3 separate regions of the Mus musculus genome follow, and all the other regions are linked to region 3. Evidence: chromatin contacts called from public promoter capture Hi-C data. All regions are on one chromosome and are shown on one strand. Each heading gives the region's core, a stretch centred on a gene start, on an enhancer-like site or on the middle of the called end of the contact. The rest is flanking DNA. Distances are from core to core; before and after follow the strand shown. Region 1 holds the start of Supt16 (SPT16, facilitates chromatin remodeling subunit). Region 2 holds the start of Olfr1509 (olfactory receptor 1509). Region 3 holds the start of Olfr750 (olfactory receptor 750).

Evidence for each region. Promoter capture Hi-C pulls out the DNA fragments that hold promoters and counts their contacts.
Region 1: a promoter capture Hi-C map of pre-B cells shows a contact between it and region 3, with 2.4 times the contacts expected there. The contact joins the promoter of Supt16 here to the promoter of Olfr750 in region 3. A contact is called at or near these places in 5 of 39 promoter capture datasets (cranial neural crest, erythroid cells, liver and 2 more).
Region 2: a promoter capture Hi-C map of pre-B cells shows a contact between it and region 3. The contact joins the promoter of Olfr1509 here to the promoter of Olfr750 in region 3. A contact is called at or near these places in 3 of 39 promoter capture datasets (the 3T3-L1 cell line, cranial neural crest and pre-B cells).

Annotation. Positions count from the first base shown.
Region 1 is chr14:52,195,884-52,198,583 of GRCm38.p6, forward strand. Supt16 (SPT16, facilitates chromatin remodeling subunit) reads right to left here and starts at 1,356. Exons shown (of 26, transcript NM_033618.3): 1 at 1,202-1,356. The coding sequence starts at 1,267. Chd8 (chromodomain helicase DNA binding protein 8) reads right to left here. Exons shown (of 38, transcript NM_201637.3): 38 at 2,268-2,700.
Region 2 is chr14:52,448,965-52,451,664 of GRCm38.p6, forward strand. Olfr1509 (olfactory receptor 1509) reads left to right here and starts at 1,429. Exons shown (of 1, transcript NM_020514.2): 1 at 1,429-2,438. The coding sequence starts at 1,451. The coding sequence ends at 2,377. It also overlaps Tcra.
Region 3 is chr14:51,070,010-51,072,709 of GRCm38.p6, forward strand. Olfr750 (olfactory receptor 750) reads right to left here and starts at 1,433. Exons shown (of 1, transcript NM_207558.2): 1 at 302-1,433. The coding sequence starts at 1,382. The coding sequence ends at 387.

The DNA of each region.
Region 1 (2,700 bases), core at 106-2,605, 1.1 Mb after region 3:
AATGCAAAATACCCATAAATATTAAAAAAAAAAAAAAGCTTTAAAAGTTTATTATTTCAGGGCTGGCTGTAGAAACGGGGGCTTTTGATTATCATCATTGCATACATCATAACACAGTGACAGTAAATATTCCCTGGATAGGGATATAGCTTAATGGTAAAACACAGAGGTGGTGGTAGGGCCAATCCTCAGGACCAAACAATATAATTTTGTGATAGAGACCACTAAGTCATCTAAAAAAAATTAGCCAATAAAGTGAAAAACCCTATATTATTTTCAGCACGCAATGCATCTTGCTTAAAAGATACATAGGCTTTTTTCTGATGAGGCAGGAAAAACAACCGACTTCAGTAAAGGTTCAATTTTATTTACTAAATGACGAGCCGATTGATACAGTCTCACTATGAAGCACAGGCAGGCTTGAAACTAGTCATTTTCCTGCCTCAGCCTCAGAAATCATGGGATTACATGCAGGAGCCAAGAATGGAGAGGACCAATCAGTATAAGATAGTTTACAAAGCTGAAACCGGAGTTGGTATTTTTTCAGAGCATTTTCGGCTTTCTTTTTTATCAGTTCTATTTCCCCTCACTCACAAGGTTCAGAGCCCAGACGATAGACCGTTCAGACAGTATGAAATCAATCAAACACTTGTGAAGTTAACAAGTTAACTAGCAAAAAAGTAAGTTTGAAATTATGATTATAAAACAGGGAAACTGCCCAATCTTTGGAGAAGCCCTGGAACTTCCACAGCGTTTTCCTCAACACGTGCCCCCGGTATGCTGCCGACATGGGAAACCGGCTTTGAGGCGTCCCATCAATTAATTCTTAGGAGAGCCCGCAGGTTCCCAGCGCTGGGTCTGTGACCCACGCAGGGCCTAAGGAGAAGCAGCGGGGCGCGGGAGCAGCATTTCTCAACTCCAGCAGAGGCCGGGGAGCGGGGAGCGCCAAGAGCTCCGGGCACAGCTTTCGCGCCCCTTTCCCGCAAACGGTAATTGTGGCGGGACCTGGGCGGGCCGCTGTGGCCGCGGGGCGGGCCAGGCGCGTGCGGACCCCGCAGGCGCAGCACGGCGCGGCGAGCCGGACGCTGCCGGGGCAGGCGGGAGCGCGGCGGAGCCGGAGGTTTCTGGCTGAGGGGGAAAAGGGCGCCGGGAAGCAGGCTATTATGGGATGTGGGGCTCCCGGGGGCGCGGGGCTCCTTACCCGCCAGTTACTGTACAATCTCTTCACTCGCCGGTAGTACGCGTCTTTGTCCAGAGTCACAGCCATTGCCCTGGACGCCGCTTCCCGTCGGGCTCCGAGAATCACGCGAGGTCCCAGCTCCGCCACCCGCGCTCGGCCCGGAATCCCGCACTCTCTGTGACCCGGAAGTACCGACCGCCCGGTATCCCCTTCCGCTTCCGGGTCCCTAGAGCGTCGAAGATTTAAAAAGCGAAAAAACCAAACCCACCGCTCGTTCCGTAGGGTGGCGGGAGGAAGGGCAACCGAGGACGCAAAAGTGAAGTCAACAGACCGAGGTGCAGCGCGGGCTCGCGGGCTCTGGAAGCTCTCTCCGGCGCCAGAGGCTCCCGTCACGTGACCCGCCCACTTTCCGAGCTCCGGGCGCTCTGGGCGGCGGGCAGAGGGAGGGGAGCAGAAAGAGCGGGACCCGCGTGCAGCCAGGCGCAGGAGTGAGTCCTCTGCCCCAGGGCAGGCCAGTGACCGCCCCGGGGAAGGCACTCTCAACCAAACACTGCACCCCAGAGGGACGGAGCCCACCTTCGCGAATAAGCTGCGCGGTGGGCAGCAGAGTAGGAAGGAAAGGTTCTGTTTTCCTTTAAGAGATGGGCCGGTAGGGTGGAAGGAAACAAATGGCTCGGAGTGGCTCCTAAACTTTGTAGTTCTTTCCAGCCTCGCGAAGACCCAAGTTGTGAAGGCACCCTTTTTGTCAGCGTGTACTTTTGCTGTATTTCATGAAAAGCCACATTATTCTCTGGCTTTCCCCAAGAATAGTTATCCTGACTAATTGAAAAAAAAAATATGGCTCTTGAAATTAATCCTCGTTTAAGAATGTGAAGTACAATTCAAAATATTTTACCTCTTTATCTTGTATCATTTCCTTGGCTTTAACAAACGGGATAACCCGCCATTATATATGCCTATTGAGGACTACAAATGGCTTTTCTATTAGTTGCAACAGTATTGAACTGTAGGAGAATGGTGTTTAAATTACGCAGCAAAAAACAGTACTTATATTGTGTTTAAGGAAACAGAACATAGGAAGAATGGAAAAGGATTAACTTAAATTTATTAATGCCAAGGGGAAGGAAGGTAACAGTTCCTGACCCTCCAGCTGTAGCCACAGTTTGGCCAGGAACAGGCTCTGCCAGAGGCTAGGGCCAGCGCTACATAGTCTGTGGTTAATGGAGGCGTCTGGGGAGGGGTGAGCACACCAGCTGCTCTAAGCTCCTTTGCTTCCCCAGAAACGAGGAAGTGGTCATTTATTATTTTTTTTTTTTAGGAGTTCCCCTGCCCACCCAATCCTCTCAAAATTGGGAGCAATTGGGTACAAGTTTTTTGTTTTTTTTTGTTTTTTGTTTTTTTCTTTTTCTTTTCACCTCCTGAAGTCTTGGGTTTCCCCATATTGTTCCCTGCCCCTCCCACATTTCCAAAGTCCAAGGGCCAGAGTAAGGGATTCCAGCAGCCACCCATCACGGGTCTAT
Region 2 (2,700 bases), core at 179-2,678, 1.4 Mb after region 3:
GACTCCCCTCAAGTCAACCCATGACTGTTAGGCTGCTTCAAATAGTACTAGATTTAAAATTCCTCCATCTTTATTATTTTTTTTTTCTGTAGTTTGGACACTGTATGAGACTACCTTGCCCTAAGTGAAATAATTAGATCAAAGCCTCATTTTGGATGATTTGTGATGATTACCTTTTAAAACTCTTATAGTTTATGGTCACCCAGGCATCATGAACAATAGGAACAATGCGATAGTATATAATTTTCCTGGCAGAAAAGTTACATTACAGAACTGAAAGAATCATAGTTTGTGGTTTATTAGTTCAATTGAGAGGGCGTGATTAGACTCACAATACCTAAGAAGTTAGTTTACTGCAAATAAGAGTTTTTTTCTGCCAACCTACAAAGTACAAGGCACTTGCCAAGTGCTGCAAGAGGTAAGTCATCTGTGGTTATTACTTTTTGAAAAAATACTTTTTACAATTAGAATTTAATTATATTATTTCCTCCTTCCTTTCCCTCCATCTAAACCTTACCATATACCCTCCCTTGCTCCTTCCTAAATCATGGCCTCTTTTTATTAAGATATATATGTATACATATAATATTTAAACATTAATGTACAAATATATAAATATGTAAATACAACTTGCTCAGTCTGTAGTGTTTAGTGTTACTGTGTATATATAATTTCAGGGCTCGTCACTTTGTGTTGGATAACCAAATAGGGGAATACTATCTCTTCCACTCTCAGTATTTCTTAGTTGCCTGTAGTTCTTTGTTTACAACTGCGGCCTCATGAGGTTGTCTCCTTTCATGTTACTGAATCTACTGGTATTGTACTTGTTCAGGTGTTGTTTAGGCAGCCATATTGGTGTATCATTGGCAAAACTTCTCTGTCATTCCTAGGAAATAGTATCTCACAGCCAGTTTTCCTGGTGTTCTGGCGTTTAAAGTCTTTCTGTTTCTTCTGTACTTTTAAAGAACAGCTTAGCTTATGGAAATCAAAACTAAATCTCCTACTTTCTTTTATAGTTAAGTACCATAAAATAATTATGAAAGAGAAGCAAACTTTTATTGAATCAGGATAGTTTTTCTAAAGTCAGTACTTTGAGGTAATACAAAAACAAAGTAAGAAATGAATAGTATTTTAATAAATGTAAAATGACCCCACACTGGACAAAACAAAATACTGTTAAAGTTTTAAAGATTATCTTAATAACAGAAGTCAAATAATGAGTGGTCTTCCTTGGAGCTTTATGATTTTGGCACAAGTCTGATACTATTCTTTGTGGATTATTCTGAAATGAAAAGAACCAGGTTAAAAAAAGGGGCAAGGATTTAAAATAACTTACATATTCATGCCAAGCCTCAAAGAAAAACAGTCATTTCAATGACTTCATCTCTGTATTACTCAGGATAATTTAAAATTTAACCCCCATCCCCAGATCCTCCGGAACGCTCATTAGATGGGAGCTCTAAATCAAACAAGAGTGACTGAATTTATCTTCCTGGGCCTCACTGACAACTGGGTGTTGGAGATTCTGTTTTTCGTACCATTTACAGTCACTTATATGTTAACACTTTTGGGGAACTTCCTCATTGTTGTTACCATAGTCTTCACGCCACGTCTCCACAATCCCATGTACTTCTTTCTGAGCAATCTGTCCTTCATTGACATCTGCCACTCATCTGTCACCGTGCCCAAGATGCTTGAGGGTTTGCTTTTAGAGAGGAAGACCATTTCCTTTGACAATTGCATTGCACAGCTCTTCTTCCTACATCTCTTTGCTTGTTCTGAGATCTTTCTGCTGACGATTATGGCGTATGATCGTTATGTGGCTATCTGCATCCCATTGCATTACTCCAATGTGATGAACATGAAGGTCTGTGTACAGCTTGTCTTTGCACTCTGGCTGGGGGGCACTATTCATTCACTTGTGCAGACCTTCTTGACTATTCGTCTACCCTACTGTGGCCCAAACATTATCGATAGCTACTTCTGTGACGTACCTCCTGTCATCAAGCTGGCCTGCACAGATACATACCTTACAGGGATTCTGATCGTGTCCAATAGTGGAACCATCTCCCTCGTATGTTTTCTAGCCTTGGTCACTTCTTACACAGTCATCCTGTTTTCTCTTCGAAAACAGTCTGCAGAAGGTCGTCGGAAAGCCCTGTCCACCTGCTCAGCCCACTTCATGGTGGTCGCCCTGTTCTTTGGGCCATGTATCTTCCTCTACACTCGGCCAGATAGCAGCTTCTCCATCGACAAGGTGGTATCGGTTTTCTACACAGTGGTCACCCCTTTGTTGAATCCTCTCATTTACACTTTGAGGAATGAGGAAGTGAAAACTGCCATGAAGCATCTCAGGCAGAGACGAATTTGCTCATGAAATCATGTGTGTGTGTGCTTGTGTGATGTTGTGATAACAGTCACGGTTGTGACCACATCCTGAATGTGGAAGTAACAAGTGCTCTTAAACGCTGAGCCATTTCTCCAGCTCCGAAAATACATTTTCTTAATAAAATACTCAGAAGGTGAAAAGTTAAACATTTTGACTAAATTAATTATGACTTTTTATTTTCATGGTTGATCCTTTCACACTGGAATCTGTCTACGTCCAAGCCTCAAAGAGTTTTGGCTGTTCTACTTTGCAAATTTTATAATTCCATTTTGAATTCTAGGTGTATAATGTTTGGGGTTTAGTTTTTCTTT
Region 3 (2,700 bases), core at 183-2,682:
GGGGGAAAAAAGCCTTCCAGGCCTTTGTTTTAAGCTGCCAAGTTTTTGTAACAGATCAGGAGGGTAAGAAAAGACAGCAATGTTGGAAGTTGGTCACCTTTATTACCTAGCTGTGGTCCCTCTCCCTGTCTACCTACCAGAGAATCTCTGTCTGACTCCTAGTCTCACATGGCATACCCCATATTCCCCACATAGGCACATAATTAATAAAATAAGATATTGAAAATAGTGTGAGTTGTTATTACGACGCATAATATAGAGTTAATTCATTTTGCTTGAAAGAGAAATGTAGGCTTGTTCTCCTTGAAGCTCGTCCTGGCTCCTCTCATGATGAAGGAAAAGCTGGCAATGGAGATGTGTGGACCTGAGACTGAGTCCCCACGCTTTCAACTGGCTGTCTTCTTTCTCAAACTATCCCCAAGTAAAGACTGTTCTAACAGCTTGGCGACTACCTTCCTGAACATCTCTTTCAAAGCTTCCTTGACTTGATCGTTGCGCAAGGCATAGATAAAAGGATTCAGCAGAGGGGTCACAAATGTTGTTATCACGGTTACAGACCAGTTAGTATCCACAGAGCCGCTCTGGGATGGCCTTACGTAGAGGAAAATGGCACTTCCATAGAAGAGGGTTACCACCATCAAGTGAGAAGTACAGGTGGAGAAAGCCTTCTGCCGACCGGAAGCAGAGGGGATGCGCAGGACCGCCAGGACTATGTGGCCATAGGACGCACCAGTAATGGTGAGCGAGGACATGATGACAAGAAAGGCCAGGACAAAGTCAGCCTCCTCCAGTCTCGTGGTGTTGGTACATGCCAGGTGAAGCAAGGGTCCACTGTCACAGAAGAAGTGCTGAACCACAGCACCCTGTTTGCAGAAAGGAAGCAAGGCCACAGCCACTGTGGGGCCAAGCACAGGGAGGAGTCCCCCCATCCAGCAGGCCAAGGCCACCCGAAAGCACACGGCTCCATTCATTAGCAAGGGGTAATGCAGAGGACGGCAGATGGCCAGGTAGCGATCCACAGACATGACGGCCAACAGTAGGAACTCAGAGGCCCCCAGAAAGAAGTAAAAGTAAAACTGAGTGATACAGGCAGCAAAGGAAATGGTGTGCCGTCTCGAGAGGAAATTGCTCAGCATCTTCGGAATGATGACAGAAGTGATCAGAATCTCGAGGCAGGACAAGTTAGCCAGGAAGAAATACATGGGTGTCTGCAGGCGGTGATCCGCCCCCACCAAGACAACAATCAACGTGTTGCCTGTTAGAGTCAACAGGTAAACGAAAAGGAACACGGAGAACACTTCCGCTCCTGTGCTGTTGAGATTCGGGAAGCCTGCCAGGACAAACTCCGTAGTGCCGACACTCTGGTTCGCACGTGGAGCCATTATTATCTTTCCCAGCTGTAAAGATGAAACGACGTTCTATCACCCATCCTGAAACTCAGAGAAATTTCCCCTAAAGGGTAGCCACGTCTTAGGAAAGCGTCCGGAGTCTATATCTTCAACGATCTTGTTCTCAAATCTCGACTGATGGCTCTTCATTATGATGGGGAAAGTATCTCTGAACATCAGAGTTGGGTGAAAATACGAGAATGAGATTTTGTGAAGAAACAGAGCTCCGGCTGATTTCCTGCTTTAGAATTCTTGCTGTTTACACACACCCCGGTCTCCTACGCTCTGCTTTTCAATTACAAACTTTGGTAAGGAGCAAGAGAAATAACAGGACAAAGGATTCAAAAGTTTCCTGTGTCAACCTAACGAACTGGCAGAGAAAATCAGGACGAAAGTCAAAGCCCAGGCTTGGCTTGCCCCACGTTTGGAAGCGGATCAAGAGATGGGGTCCTTGCTTGGGTTTCAGTTACCCAGTTAAACAATTAGCTGCAGAGACCAGGGTATTTGATACACCAATTCTCCCCTTTTATGGAGAATTTTCACAATAAACCAAGAACCTAACTAAACTCAGATTGACACAAACTACTTGCATTTCTGAAGTAAGTGTAGTACACATAAAGGAGGCTGACTATAGCAAGAAGCCATATTGATCCATTCACTTACTCGGTTGCATTCAAGCTAAGTGCCCCGGCTAACATTAATATCAGCCCATGAGGCCTTTTTTCAATTTGTGACATTTTCCCTTCTGAGACAGAATCTGAAGCCTTTTCAAAAACAGGCTGTCAGAAACAGAATTGCAAATCACTGTTATAATTAATTAAACTGGAAATGAAGTAGATTCAAGCCATTCCAGTCCCACAAACTTAAAAAAAAAAAAAAAGGTTGAATTGATGGTATTGTAAAGTGCTGTCTCTAAAAGTCTCCACTAAAAGATAACAGAAAACACAAACTAAAGAAAAGAAAAAACTAAAGACTCTCAGTAGCAAAACATCAAGGTTGATTTTCAGAGCGTTGATTTTTCTCTAGCTAAATTGTTCCGAACACACCCCATTCTTGCAGTGACATTTTAGGACAACGGTCCCATTCCCAGCAGATGTTAGACTCCTGACTCTCTACTCTGGTCCCCCTTCTCACCTCTGGATCTCAGATGCGGGAGTGGGAAGCACGTGCCCCTTTCGTCTAGGATACAGGAGCTTTGTGGTTATCCGCCTTAGGGGCTCATCGCTGGCACTTCTCCCTCCAGCATCTACAGAAATCGCACTGCGCAGGTCAGGACTACAGTTTTACCTCTGCTCTCACCATGTGCCGCATT